3 separate regions of the Zea mays genome follow, and regions 1 and 2 are each linked to region 3. The links are chromatin contacts, called in public Hi-C maps. All regions are on one chromosome and are shown on one strand. The core of a region is the stretch at or near the end of the contact, and the rest is flanking DNA. Distances in the headings are between cores, read along the strand shown. Region 1 has its middle 50 kb from the start of LOC100284562. Region 2 holds the start of LOC100284562. Region 3 holds the start of LOC100274173.

The links. Hi-C and Micro-C count contacts between places; a contact is called where the count stands out from the background.
Region 1: a Hi-C map of leaf shows a contact between it and region 3, with 7 times the contacts expected there. The contact joins the enhancer-like site here to the promoter of LOC100274173 in region 3. A contact is called at or near these places in 2 of 25 Hi-C or Micro-C datasets (both in leaf).
Region 2: a Hi-C map of leaf shows a contact between it and region 3, with 7 times the contacts expected there. The contact joins the promoter of LOC100284562 here to the promoter of LOC100274173 in region 3. A contact is called at or near these places in 3 of 25 Hi-C or Micro-C datasets (ear, leaf and tassel).

What each region holds. Positions count from the first base shown.
Region 1 is chr5:47,126,673-47,131,028 of Zm-B73-REFERENCE-NAM-5.0, forward strand. No RefSeq gene overlaps it. Among protein-coding and RNA genes, the nearest start is that of LOC100284562, 50 kb to the left of the region's middle. Within about 2 kb of position 1,644, at least 17 of the 20 cell types and tissues checked have an H3K27ac peak or open chromatin away from gene starts, as enhancers often do. A contact at or near this core is called in leaf, where this site is marked.
Region 2 is chr5:47,076,973-47,081,808 of Zm-B73-REFERENCE-NAM-5.0, forward strand. It overlaps LOC100284562, which reads right to left and starts at 2,001. Exons shown (of 15, transcript NM_001157457.2): 1 at 1,695-2,001; 2 at 1,466-1,576; 3 at 1,274-1,377; 4 at 1,140-1,182; 5 at 951-1,049; 6 at 622-691; 7 at 436-530. The coding sequence starts at 1,916.
Region 3 is chr5:47,279,812-47,284,464 of Zm-B73-REFERENCE-NAM-5.0, forward strand. It overlaps LOC100274173, which reads left to right and starts at 2,813. Exons shown (of 20, transcript NM_001360556.1): 1 at 2,813-3,233; 2 at 3,630-3,695; 3 at 4,194-4,300. The coding sequence starts at 2,988.

The sequences.
Region 1 (4,356 bases), core at 394-2,893, 150 kb before region 3:
CAAGGATGTGATGTAATTATGCGCAGCTATTACAACAATTTCTTGTTCTCAATGGCTTTGAATTGCAGAGTGCTAGCCACATCACACCTCGAATGCACACAAGGTGCTTGTTGTTTTTGCTGTTATGGTGTGCAGCTTCAGTCTTTGAATTTGCTTCTCCGATTATAAGCTCAAAGATTTATGTGTTTATAAATTTTGAAAGTAATATTCCAAGCATACATTCAGCTCCAGCTGCCCTGTGTAACATCCCTGGTGTTACTAGAACTAAAACCTTGACATGTCATCATATGCATCAGCATCATTTTGTTTGATACACCTTAAATGCATTTTACTAGGTCCAAAATTTCAATTGAAAACCTAAACTAGCCCAAAAAGTAGAAATCAAAATCGAGAGAGAAGTTGCTGAAAGTCCATATACCAAAGTGGTAGGTCTTGGCAAGTTGAACAACTTTCATGAGTGGAGATGTCCAAGTTTTATAGAAAAAAATGTCAATTAGCTAACTTTGGGCTGTTGTAACTTTTGATTTATAGGCATTTTTGTGCTGGTCACTGTAGCACAGTTGTAGGGCTATCTTAGATGTACAAACTTGTTTAAGTTACTTAACCTTAAAGCCATATGGAATTAGGAGTAAAACTAGTCCAAAGTGGGGATGACAGGTTTGGATTTTCAGACTTAGTGTGGCAGATTGAAAACTGAATTTCAGTGCTTTTGGTTCAACTTTGGGACTTCTTTGTGCCTAATTCATGTGGTTTTGGACCGAGGTTGTTGTAGCAAGTTTGAAGACCATATAATAGTGAACACATTTTCTCAAGCAAGTTTTGTTTGGTGCTACACCAAATTTGGAGTAAACTGTTCTCAAACTCTCTCTGTCAGGCGAATGGTGTGTTAAACACAGTTTCAGTAACAGAAGAAGTTCAGATTTTAGTGAATGTCGATGTTATTGTTTGATCTTTGGAGCTCCTTAACTCTCTATTTGTTACGTTTTGATCAAAGATACCTGTGTAGAAGTAATAAAGCTATGATTAAGGAACGATTCTTGTTCATGGAGATCGATGCACTGCTACATGATTTTGGGAATAAAATCAACTTGAATTCTCGGGTGCAGGTACTGAATACTGCTCAGCATGTCGTTCAAGTCTGTATTCCAATTCTTCCATCTTTCTTGACCCATCTGTATTTCTCTAATATGAGCTTTTCTGTTGATGGTCCTTTAAGTAACTTTGAAGACCATCACTCGCTGAAAAAATTTCCTTCTTGGAGATCGATGCGATACTGCACTGAATCAGAATAAAATCAATGGTGAATTTGCTGTCAGTTTGCTACATTGGTCGGTGGGAAGTTGTCTATCTGTTTCTTCTATCGGCGAATACCACCTATCCGCTATCCTTGTTCACCGCTTCACGGTACAATGCCACGCAACTGCTTGCCGCCTTTGCATCACCACGCCATTTACCGTTCCTTTCTCATCGTCCAGAGGCTGTTCAACGCTTGGAAGCCTCCCTCTCTCATGCACGCAGCCTTTGCTCCCAACTTGTGAACGTCGCTGCCTCCTTATTCCTGTGACGCACGGTGTTTAGAGGCTCCCAGCGCTCGATCGCTCGTCGCGTCCTTGCTACAGCACCGACCGGTCGTCTCTAGGGCCCTCGCCCTCCTACTTCCTTGCGTCGAGCCGCCATCCTTTCCACTGCGCCCAGCCACTCTCCATCACTAACCCTGGCCGTGGCTCACCCAGGTCTGGCGTCTCCCTGTTCTCGCCTCGTCCTTGTGCTCGTGGTCGACCTGCACCGTCACCCAGTTCACCGGTGTCATCGGCGCACGCCTCCCTCACCAACGATAGCAACTTCGCCAGTGTCGTCTTCTCCAACCTTCGCATGTTCCTGCAGCTAGACGTCGCATCGTTCCTGCTCCCTGCCGCAGTTTTCCCTGGCATGCTCGGACTCATTCGGGCGCCGACCTGGACTCATCCGGGCGCCGACCTCCTCCACGCTACGCTCAGGACATCGTCGGCGCCGTCTGGCCATGCTTGTCGCGCTGCACGTCTTCATGTTCCTCTGCGTCGATCTCGCTTCGCCGAAGCAACAGCAACACCAGCGTCGTCTCCCAGCTTGGGTTCGTGAATTTCCTCGTCGAACCGGCATCGTGTCGTCACCTGGTAGTGTAGAGCTCTTTATTCGTATTTTGGCGATTTATATTCATGTGTATATATTGTAGGTGTATTCCCTTTGGGGTTGGTGTATTATGTTACACTCGATTAATTCCGTTCGGTTAACCACGCCTGATGTTCGAAAAAAAATCGCCTGAACTAGAAATCATTGTCGTGTTCATGATTTTCGAGTTATTTTAATTTAGTATTAGTGAGTCGATTCACTAATCAGTTAAGCTAGTTGTTGGGTTAAGCTAGTTGTTGGGTGGATGTTCTGGATTGATATATTGGTCGCAATGATAATTATTGGGTGCTATTCTTAGTTAAATTAGGTTATTAGTGTTTAAGCAATTTCTAATACTAATTATATATCTTTCAAATCTTAAAAATCTTGTGAGTACTATTAAGTCTTGAAGTTATTCACAGTAAAGCTTAATTCAATTTTGGGCATGTCTAAATAGGTAATTAGTAAGTCTAGTTAAATATCTTTATTTAATAAAATAAATACTTAGATAATTAAGAAGTGCCCTTAAAATGCTTATATGATTTTTCACAATAAAAATGGAGCAATAAAAAAATTGAAGAAAATCTGAGTAAGCTTATCTTGGCCATATTAAATATTGGGTTAGGTTTGAAGCTGTTTGTATATGGTCTGCTCAACAAACTAATTGTTGCTCAAAATAGAAAAAAGAGTTTCACCTTTAGATAATTAGGGCATCTAGTGTCTTAGTGATGAGATAAAGTTACTTATTAAGTTTTAGGTGTTTGGATGAAGTCTTAAAAGGATTAGCTCCCTAGTGACTTGTAGCTTGTGATGACAGCTCGTAGGTGTATTCTAGATGTGTTCTTTGTTACCCTCTATGCAAGTTGCATTTTCATGGCATTGCACAAGTATTCATAAGCATGTTATCTCATGTAGAGCTCTCTGAAGAAGTGGACATCGAAGAGAAATTTGCTCCAGTACCTGAATACCCATTGGTGGGGTTCCATCTAACTAGTTATCTAGCAGAAGGCTTTTGGATCTCCTCTGCAACAAAGGATTTTGGATCTTCTCTGCAACAAAGACAAGCCCCGGTGCATTTGCCACCTTCCTTGTATTTGTTGGGGCAAAGGCGAAGACGCTATCCTTCGTGCGAAGCCTTCGTCGCCTCGCTACACCAACGAAGGTGAGATGGTCGGCGCAGTTGCCCTTCGTCTTCTCCATCGCAAGACGAAGGCCAGACTCCGACGTAGTCTGCTAGTCCCGCGCCCTCATCTCGTCCGGAGGCCCACGCGGAATTCGGCCCACTGTAACGGGCCCCGCGTGGACAAGCATGTTATGGGCCTCATCTGTAATAACTTTTCTGTAATGACGGTCTGTAACCTCCCTTTATGGGAATATTCTGGGGATAGTTCGGGTAGCCGTGGGTATAAACGTCCTTGCCTTAGGGCGTTGGACACTCGGGTACCTATAAATACCCCCGTATAGTGCCCTTGAGAGGCCAGATTAACAGAGCAATTGCCATCCCACACTAAACTTTGCTTACACTCTTTCCACTTTCCCGTTGGATCTACTTGCCTAGGAGAGCAAGTTCCAACATTTGGCGCCCACCGTTCGTGCTACGAACAAACCACCCGCGATGGCACCCAAGAGAGCTAGTTCGAAGGCAGCCCCATCCGTCGACAAAGCAGCGAAGGCAGTGCTGCTGGCCGAGAAAAAAGGCAAGGCCCTTGTAGACAACACCCCCCAAGAAGCCTGCGAAGACGAAGCTCTCAACAAGAGATAGCGCCACGAACAACCCACTCCCGAAGGCACCCTACGCACCTGCAGCTCCGGAGGACAACCACAAGCACCACCCCCAGGCTTCGCTCCACCAGAGGGCGAAGACGCAACAGAGGACGACAAAGTCATCGGCGTCTCAGCCGAGGAACAGCTATAGCTACGGGCCCTGCGCATCAAGAACCGCAACCTCCAAAAATAGAAAGACATCCTCGAGGCCAAGCGCCAACGTGTCACCGCGCAAGCCAAGGTGTGCCAGATGATAAGAGACGAGGAGCAGAGAGCCCGGGAACTCGAGCAAGAGATTGCGCTCATGCAGAGCGAAGGCCAGCACGATCTGCAGCACGGCCCGCCCCTCCAACAGCGCGTGCCAGCCGGAGACTTATTCATACTCCAGCGCGGGCCCTTCATCCCACATGTTGCAGGCTTTCAAGGCATCAACTACCTTGATGA
Region 2 (4,836 bases), core at 751-3,250, 200 kb before region 3:
ATCATACAAACAGCAATACTCCCTCCGGTTTCCTATTAGTTGTCGTTTAGGACAATGACACGGTCTCCAAAATATAACTTTGACCAATGTTTTTTGTTAAAATATAAATGAACTCTTAATACATTTATACTTTTATAAAAGTACTGTTTATGATAAATTAGTGCATATAAATATTTGGTTCCAAACTAAATAACAAAATAGTTATTTGTAGTCAAAATTTTATAAGTTTGACTCGAACCTTATCCAAAACGACAACTAATAGGAAACCGGAGGGAGTATGCAATAAGTATCTGCCTACTTGATTTTATTAAGATGAAGGATTGGATGACGCAAGACGGTTATTTTACTTGGCATGTAAATGTGGCAGTTTTGGTCTAATAATCTAATCTGGTAGCAAGATAACAACAATAATTACTTGAGTGAAAGTGCCCATACCTGGAATGGGTTCGGAGGATTTTTTGCTTCCACACCTTGGAATAGAGGTTTCAGTGTAAGCAGTTCAGCAAAAATGCAACCAACTGCCCACATATCTATAAATAATTTAAGGAAATAACTGAACTGAATCAAACGAAGAGAAATACAAGGTAAAAGACATGTTTTTTGCACTCCAGGCAAGGATACCGACAGCACTGGTGTAGTGTTTCCCCCCAAGTAACAGCTCAGGAGCACGATACCAGATAGTTACAACAACCTAAAAAATCATTGATAAGCCATACATATACACAGCGGATCTTGATAACAAACAACATGCTCCCATAAATAAAACAGAAACCAATGATTACTGAAAGGTTCAGAAAATATAAAGAAATGTTATATTGGTGTATGCATCTTCTAAGCCTCAAATTTATCAGAAGCAACCTACAGAATATTTTCTATTGTATTTGTGAAAAGAAGGGCAGAGGACAGCAGCATGCGTGCTAGATAACAGGAATGCATGTGGAGGTACTCACCCCATTATCACATAATGGTTTCAGTGGAGCTTGATATATCCTAGCAAGTCCAAAATCGGCTATCTTTATAATTCCATGTTCATCTCCTTCTCCCATGACCTTAGTGGCACATATGAAATAAGTATCAGCAAGAGGACAAGTTTGCAGAAATTGTGCAATTATATTTCTATATAATTGGTGGCACCAAACCAGTATGTTGGAAGGCTTTAGATCTCGATGTATAATCCAGTTACTGCAGGGAGGAAAGAGGGAATAGTTGAGATAAGCCATCGAATTTTCAATAGGGCTTTCACCCTTCATCGAAAGCAGCACATTCCAGTTACCTGTGAAGATAGTTGAGGCCGTTGAGCAGTTGCCACAGCAAGGATTTGACAGTGTATGGGTTAATGGAGGAACTCAGCTTCTCCCTGTGATGCCTGATAATCTCCTGCGGTTGGTTTGATTGGTTTGGTTAATAAATTAGGTATAGAACTCAAAAAGATGAAGAGAAACGAATTGAAAACATCATCACATACATAGAGGTCGTGCTCTGCGTAATCGAATGCGAGGTATAGGGACATGTCAGCGTGGTTGATGTGCACATTGACGAGCTTGACGACATTCTCGTGGTTGATCTCGCGCAGGAGCTGGCAAGCAACCAGGTATGTTAAGCTAGGGTTTGGTGCTCCAGTCCCAGAGAAGGCCGAGGGCCGATAGGATGAAAAGTGTACAGGACGAAGCAGCAAAGCAAAGGGAAAAACAGACCATGATCTCTCTAATTGCGGTGGGTGATACTCCGTCCCCCTCCTTTGACTGCTTAAACTTCTTTATGGCGATAGGGGGGCCGCGTCGGCCAGGTGCCGGGTGGGGCGGCTTAAGGCGCGCGAGGAAGACGAGGCCATAGGTCCCCTCCCCAATCTTGCCAATCAGTTCGTACTGCTGCAGCCACGCCGGACGGTTGGCGCCGCCTGTGCGCCCATCCCCCATCCCCGTCGCCGCGCCGGCCAGCCGCCGCAGCTGAAAGTCCTCTTCTCCGTTGCCGTGGTGGCGTACGGCCCGCTTCTCTCGACTTGTTGGACCAAAGAATGCTGCTAAGTGCTAACATATCTGCTCGCGCTTAAGTGGACCAAGAGTCCAAGACTATATTTTTAGGCCCAAAGAGAATGACGGCCCAGTCCACATAAGACCAGGCCCACGCAACGCAAGGTCCTCTTTCCCGCCTGCAGTCATGCTGTCTCAAGGGAAAACTCATCAAAACTCTGAAAGGTATGTTGTGTGTTATCCATTTCCTCTCCTCGGCTCTGCTCCCTTCTCTCTGGTGGGGAACACCGCCGCCGGCCGCTACTGCAGAGCAGTTCGGCTCAGTCCCATTCGGTACATATATGGCGGCCGGAAGTTCCAGTGCCACCGCGTCCCTCTCCGTCGCGGCGGGAAGAGCAGCCGCTCTGCGTGTCAAGCGGCCATGCGCTCGCGCTTGGGCTCCCTCCCAGTGGGCGCAGCAAGGGGCACTCAGCCTCAAGCCTTGCGCCTCACTGACACCGCACGCACCGCTGTGACGAGCGGAGTCGGATGCCGCGGGCGGTGGTGCCGGCGCCGGCGCCGGCGACGTTATGGGCCTCCTCTTCCGGGAGCGCATAGTCTTCCTCGGCAACGAGATCGTGGACTTACTCGCGGACGCCGTCGCCAGCCAGCTCCTCCTCCTCGACCCGGACTCTAACAACAGCCTCTTCATCAATTCACCAGGTTCCCTCAAGTAAATGTCTTATATCTATCTACTATACTATGTATATGTTCGTACGTTTGTTGAGCACCAAAATGAGGTGCGGACGGTCCGGCCCTGAGGCCGGACGGTCCGCGGTCCGGACGGTCCGCGCCTGTGGGCTGGACGGTCCGCGCACGCGCAGAATAGATTAGGGTTCCGAGTTTTGTGCTATGTTTGTTAGCTATATCCGCGGAATTAGCTCGGAATCCGGTCGTGTAAAGGGTCCAGCCCCCCTCCTCTATAAAAAGAGAGGCCTACGGCCGATTTGTAAGGAACAATCGAATCAATACAACTTTTATTCGCATTTTATCCTATGAGTAGTTCTAGTCTAGTTTAGGTTTAGCCTCTCAATCCCCAAATTCTCCGCCTCTCTTCGACTCTACGCCGATTGGAGGAGTCTAGGTCGGCCGGCCCGAGCCTAGACAACCCCTAGGATCTCTCCTCCCCGACAGGGTCCCTCCCGGGAGCGAGATCCAGGCCGCCGCCGGCGATTTCCGCCGCCCCTGCGCACGCGCGGACCGTCTGGCCCTAGGGCGCGGACCGTCCGGCCGTCAGGCAGGGAACCCGAGCTCCTGCACCAGGTCGCGGACCGTCCGGCCCCAGGCCGCGGACCGTCCGCGCTTGACCAGAGAGCACCGCCGCCTCGCGCCAGGTCGCGGACCGTCCGGCCCCGCGCGCGGACCGTCCGCCCCTGTGCAGAGAGCACCGCCGCCGGTTCTTCTTGAGTATTTGGCGCTCCGAAAAGGCGTCAACATACTTTTTGGCGACTCCGCTGGGGAAGACATATATAAGCTCATCAAATCGGCCCTCAATGGCCGGTTCAAGGGATAGCTCTGATATTTCTCCAAGCAACATCATAGAGCCGACTTGGGAAACCTTGTCGGCTGACGAGCAGCTCCAGTTCGAAGAGCACAAGGAGCGGATGATCCAGGAGGCGAAAGCAAAGTTCTTGGCCAACTTCAAAGTGGACAGGAACAACAAGGTCGTCCGACATCGGGCAACGGATCCGGCTTCGCTCCAACCCACGCCAGATATCCCCAATGTAAGTAATACCAACGATCTGCAATCTCTTAGAAATTATGTAGAAGATCAGCGTGAACAAGTGCAGAACATCGTAGGGGGTATGCAAAGCGATCTTAAGAGACTAGTACGTGCATTTGATAAATCTAGTACCGCAAATTTTCCTTCGCACAAGGTTAAGTTAGGAGATAACGCGTGTAACACATCGGCTACAGGTTGTCATGACCAGTCACAACCCCTTTATGGGATGCCGATGGACACGTACCCTAATCAACCGCAAATCGGCAGCAAACCAGCCGATCTGCACATGCCCGGACCGTCCGCACGTGAGCGCGGACCGTCCGGGCCAGCAACAGTCGGGCCTATTTTTAATGAGTTACCTAGATATGCGCCCGAGCCACCACACACGGCACAGAACCTAAACTACCCAGTCGGACCGTCCGCGTACAACAACGGACGGTCCGCACATAATCACGGACGGTCCGGGCCAATGTCCGGACAGTCCGCACATGACCTTTTTGAGGAGGATTGTTACCGGAATCCTCACCCGTCCCAGCAGCACTTCCCATCACACTATACAATGCATCAACCCATTAATTCAAGGTCCAGAGCCCAGGAAAGCTTTCCGGCCCCACCCAGGAGGCCGGAAAGAAACGATCAAACCTATGACCCATATAGGGCAAATGAAAATGCACCACGTAACTCAAACCAATGGGGGGAAAGACAACATGCTAATATCCAGCCAACCCCACCTATGTTTGACCAGAGAGCCGGTGGTCTCGCACCGGCTGCTATTGATATAGTAAGGGAAGAGATAGCCGGGGCGTTCCGAGATAAGCTCGGAGTAAGCATGGTCCCTGGGGGGCAATCATATCGGAAACCTTATGACAGCCGATTTGATCACCACTCATACCCACAGGGAACCAGGATACCCGAATTCGCAAAATTTTCGGGTGATCAAGGGAAAAACACACGCGAACATATAGGCCAGTTCTTAGCACAATTGGGAGAATTGGCCGACACAGAGGCATTTCGCGTACGTTTATTTTCATTATCGCTAACAGGAACCGCGTTTGCATGGTATGCCACTTTACTTCCTAATTCCATTTCATCATGGGGGGATCT
Region 3 (4,653 bases), core at 1,563-4,062:
GAAGGCCCTTCGGCATGCTTCGGCTGCCTCATCAATTTCTACCTTCAGCTTTCGGAGACCGAAGTGGGACCAGATGGGTCGCATAATGATTTCTTTAATATCTTCTCTCGACTTCAAATCATTTTTCACGTAAAACCATTCTTCCATCTAGGCCCCGGGCCACCTTTTCTGAAACGTTGGCACTGGGTAGCTTGAGCCAGAGCGAGCAACGAAGCTATAGCAACCAAAATTTTTATGATACTGTTCTTTATCCCAGGGCTTCGTATCATACGAAAGTTCGTGCATACTGCAAAAACACCTTGCACTTGGCTCTAGACCTTGACTTCTCACAGCCTAGACGAAGATCCCCATTCTAACAATTGCCTCGGGAGTGATCTGGTGAAGAAAAAATTGGTATATCTTTAAAACTTCAACAACAAATCTGCTTAACGGGAACCGAAGTCCAGCTTTGAAGAAGCTTCGGTAGATCACAACTTCATTTTCTTCAGGAGCAGGAACGACCCTGTCTACGTCAGCCCTAACAATAGACATATCTCGAAAGTACCTTCCTCTCATATGGTCAAGATGACTCTGCTTGATAGTCGATTTCCCGAAGACTGCATGACTTGGCCGCTAGGGCCGATCTTTAGAGTCTTTGCCTCCACTCTCTACATCATAACTGTCGCTATCATCGGTATCTTCAAACAAGCCTTCAAGTATCTCTTTTGTAATCTTCTCTGTATTTGTTTTCGCTATTGACTCTACAAATCCAGCAGTCTTCTCCTCAAGGAGCTTCACCTCTTCGCTCAGCTTCGTCTCAGCAGCAACTTTTTTGTCTTGAGACATCTTTTCTTCGAAAATGGTGAAAATGTGTCCTTAAAACCGAAGCTTAGGAAGTCTAAGAAGCTAAGCAAGTGCTGGTAAGCAAGGGCTAAAAAATTGAGCAAACAATGAGGCGGCAAGTAGCGTACCAAGTGTGCTCGGGGTGAGTTCTTATTTATACACCTAGTGCGCTCCAATTTGGAGGGTCCCATTTGTCATTGACTGTTGCTATTCTAGCAAAGGGAAGGTGTTTTTTCGGACCTTCGGCTTAAGGCCTTCGTCCATGTCGCAGTCTGAATTTGTTAACAGATTAATACTGCGAGGGGCTACTGTTGGGGGCCTTCGTCCTTCGAAGGTCCTCAAAAACATAATTTAACAATGTCTTCCAAGTATGGTTTATGGACAGGTATCTTCGGATTCATGATGAAAGCAGACATGATATGGAGCTTGATTGTGACGAAGGTTGACGCAGCGCTGAAGCTACACGGAAGGGGGCTTCGGCATGGCAGCTGGAAAGAGAACCGACTTAAAAGGGAAAAGACTACTTAAACCTCAATGAATTACTTTAGAATCATTAGCAAATGTAAGTGGTACGAATGTAATTTCATAAGGGCTGCGTCCCGTGCCTATAAATAAATGAACAGTACTCCCGTACTGTTCAGGCGGACTGGTCATTTGCTTTTTGCGTCACGCTTGTACCTTTACTTTCTGTCAAGCCGAAGGTACTAAATATAATTCAATATTGTTCTTATATTGATTTACGATTATATACTGAGAAATATATATATATATATATATATATATATATATATATATATATATATATATATATATGATGATGTTATTGTTCATATTGTTTCTTATGCTTTACATGTTTCATTCGTTGTTAATAATCATATATATATATATATGTATATGTCGAGATGATGAAGGTATGTCTTTCGTAACCTTCGTCCGAAGATCATTATATTCTTGGAAAAATAATGCTTCGAAGGACGAAGGACATTAATATTGAACATTTTTATATTGTCTTGTTCTTAACTCATAGCATTTGAGAAAATCCCTAATAATGATGGACTACATTATTTCTAAAACTAAACACTCCATTAGTGTTCAACGACGGGCAATATTTGGTGGGCTAATTTTTTCTTACTGCCAAACTAAGCCTAAATGTGTGGGATTCACAAGGTATATGACCTTACTATTATCACACCGATATTTAGAAATCCGGCTTTACGAAACTAGATAGCTTAGCCCATATAAGTAAATTCATATAATAATAATAATAATAATAATAACCTCTATATTTCCTTAGTCCTTAGCTCGTATAAGGGGGTGTTTGAATGCACTAAAACTAATAGTTAGTCACTAAAATTAGTTGAGACATCCAAACACCCCTAGCTAATAGTTCAACTATTAGCTATTTTTAGTAAATTAGTTAATAGTTAGGTAGTTATTTGTTAGCTAGCTAATTCCACTAATAATTTTTAGCCAACTAACTATTAGTTTTAGGGCATGTTTGGTTTGTGCCTAAATATGCCACACTTTGCCTAAGGTTAGTCGTTTGAATTGAATAACTAACCTTAGGTAGAAAAGTTAGGCAAAATGTGACAATTGAGGTAACAAACCAAACATGCCCTTAGTGCATTCAAACACCTACTAAGTATGTATCTCTCTAAGGGGGTGTTTGAATGCACTACAACTAATAGTTAGTTGGCTAAAATTTGTTAGTGGAATTAGCTAGCTAATAAATAACTACCTAACTATTAACTAATTTACCAAAAATAGCTAATAGTTGAACTATTAGTGCATTCAAACACCCCCTAAGTTTAGCCTATCCCTTTTTTAAAGAAAAAATAGCCCATTAGACAGGGAATCGCAAGCGTGGAGGATATTCGGGCCTTGTGACTGACTAAAGAAGCCGGCCCAGCAGCAACGATGGTTTGCACTATGCATTGTTGGTTGCGTTGCGTCCATGGCCTCTCTTCTGCACCCATTCTTCGATTTCGATCTCACCGAGGCCGACGGAGCAGACGACTAGGAGTCCACTATTCCCGAGAAGAATCCAGGAGAGGAGAGGAGCTAAGCAGCAGCTGCTGTAGCTGCGTTTGGTGGATCGAATCGGTCGTCGTCTGGTGCTGTGTTTTTGCTACTGAGGAGAGGGAGGGATCTGAGGGAGGGGGGTGATGTCGTCGTCCTCTTCCTCGTCGGTGGTATACGAGGGGTGGATGATCCGTTACGGTCGGCGCAAGATCGGTAGGTCCTTCGTCCACACCCGCTACTTCGTGCTGGAGCCACGGATGCTGTCCTACTACAAGCGCAAGCCGCAGCACAAGGCCGACAAGGTCGGGGGAAAGCTCCCCATCAAGTCCCTTCACATCGATGGCAACTGCAGGGTCGAGGACAGGGGGCTCAAGATGCACCATGGACATGTACAACTGTTTTCCTCTCTCTCATCTCTTTTTGGTGTTCTTCTTCCTTTTTGTTATCATAATTCTGCGATGACTGGGAGTCTGGGACGATGATTTCGTTCGGGCATTACTTCTCCTGCTGCAGATGCTTTATGTCTTATGCGTCTATAACAAAAGGGAGAAGCACAACCGCATCACGGTAAATCAATGATGTATTCATTCGGAGCAACTTCACTTTGTTTAGTGCATTCAACAGTAGATTACTGGATTTCAAACTGCTTTGTATCGCTGCTAAGTTTTTTTCCCATCTCATCTCTTTTGCGCTAAATGTTATGATAAAGGTCATTGGATTTTCATCCTACGGCTTCAGTTAAATATCACTCATTTTGCTCAATTCCTATTTGTGGCATGTATCAGATGGCGGCATTCAACATACAGGAAGCTCTAATTTGGAAGGAGAAAATTGAGATGGTAATCGATCAGGTTCGACATGTGGAGACCCTAAGCTGTGCCAATTCTGTTAATCATATCGCAAAGTACCACTAGAACATGAAAGTGATTATGAATAGGGATGCAAATGGATGCCTCCTAAGGGTCTTGACCGACCCTCTTTAGTCACTACTACAAAATCTGGTCACATTTTTGAAAGCTAGTACTCATAATTGAAGTAAAAAGGGTCGTTGCAGACATGGACGGAGCCAGCGGTGCGTCTCGAGCCCCCCCCCCCCCCCCCCCCCCCCCCTACCGCTGTCGAGTTCATTGAGCCCCACTAGAGCCTCCCCTAAAATTTAAAGTGTACACGGTATAACATGGAAGGGGTTAATATACTGTAGCAATTTAGTTCAGTCCCTCCTAATTTTTTTTTCTGGCTCCGTCCCTGGTTGGAGACCCTTAGGGACAGCAATTCACACCCCTGATTATGAATCTAAGTAATAGCAATTTTTCGTATGGTTTACACTTGTTTCTTTTTGAATGGTGCAGCGACAAGGAGTAGCGTTGAGTGATGGGAACAAGGCCTTTAGCACATCGCAGCAAGAGGCTAGCTTAGAAAATGGAAGGAAATCTTCTTCATCTGACCACGAAAGTCAGTAAGTAGCTGACTTTCATGGCTCTGTTGCCAGTTATGCTTCTATTTTCACTTTTACGGTTCTACCATATTGCACTTTAATGTTGCTGTCAGGGCCTAAGGAGGCCCATGGAGGGGCTGCGGCAGCAGCAGCCATGGGCCCTCCGGGGGGGATTAGATAAGGATAGTTAGAGATAAGATTAGAAGATTAGTTGAGATTATTTAGGAGATTAGTTGAGATTATCTAGGAAGGTCATCAGTTAGTAGTTGTTGAGAGTTTTTAGGAGAGTTTTAAGGAGATAAGGATCTCTAACTACATAGGGGCAGCCAGCTGGCCTATTTATGTAATCAATGAGTGAGAAATAAAGTAGGCAA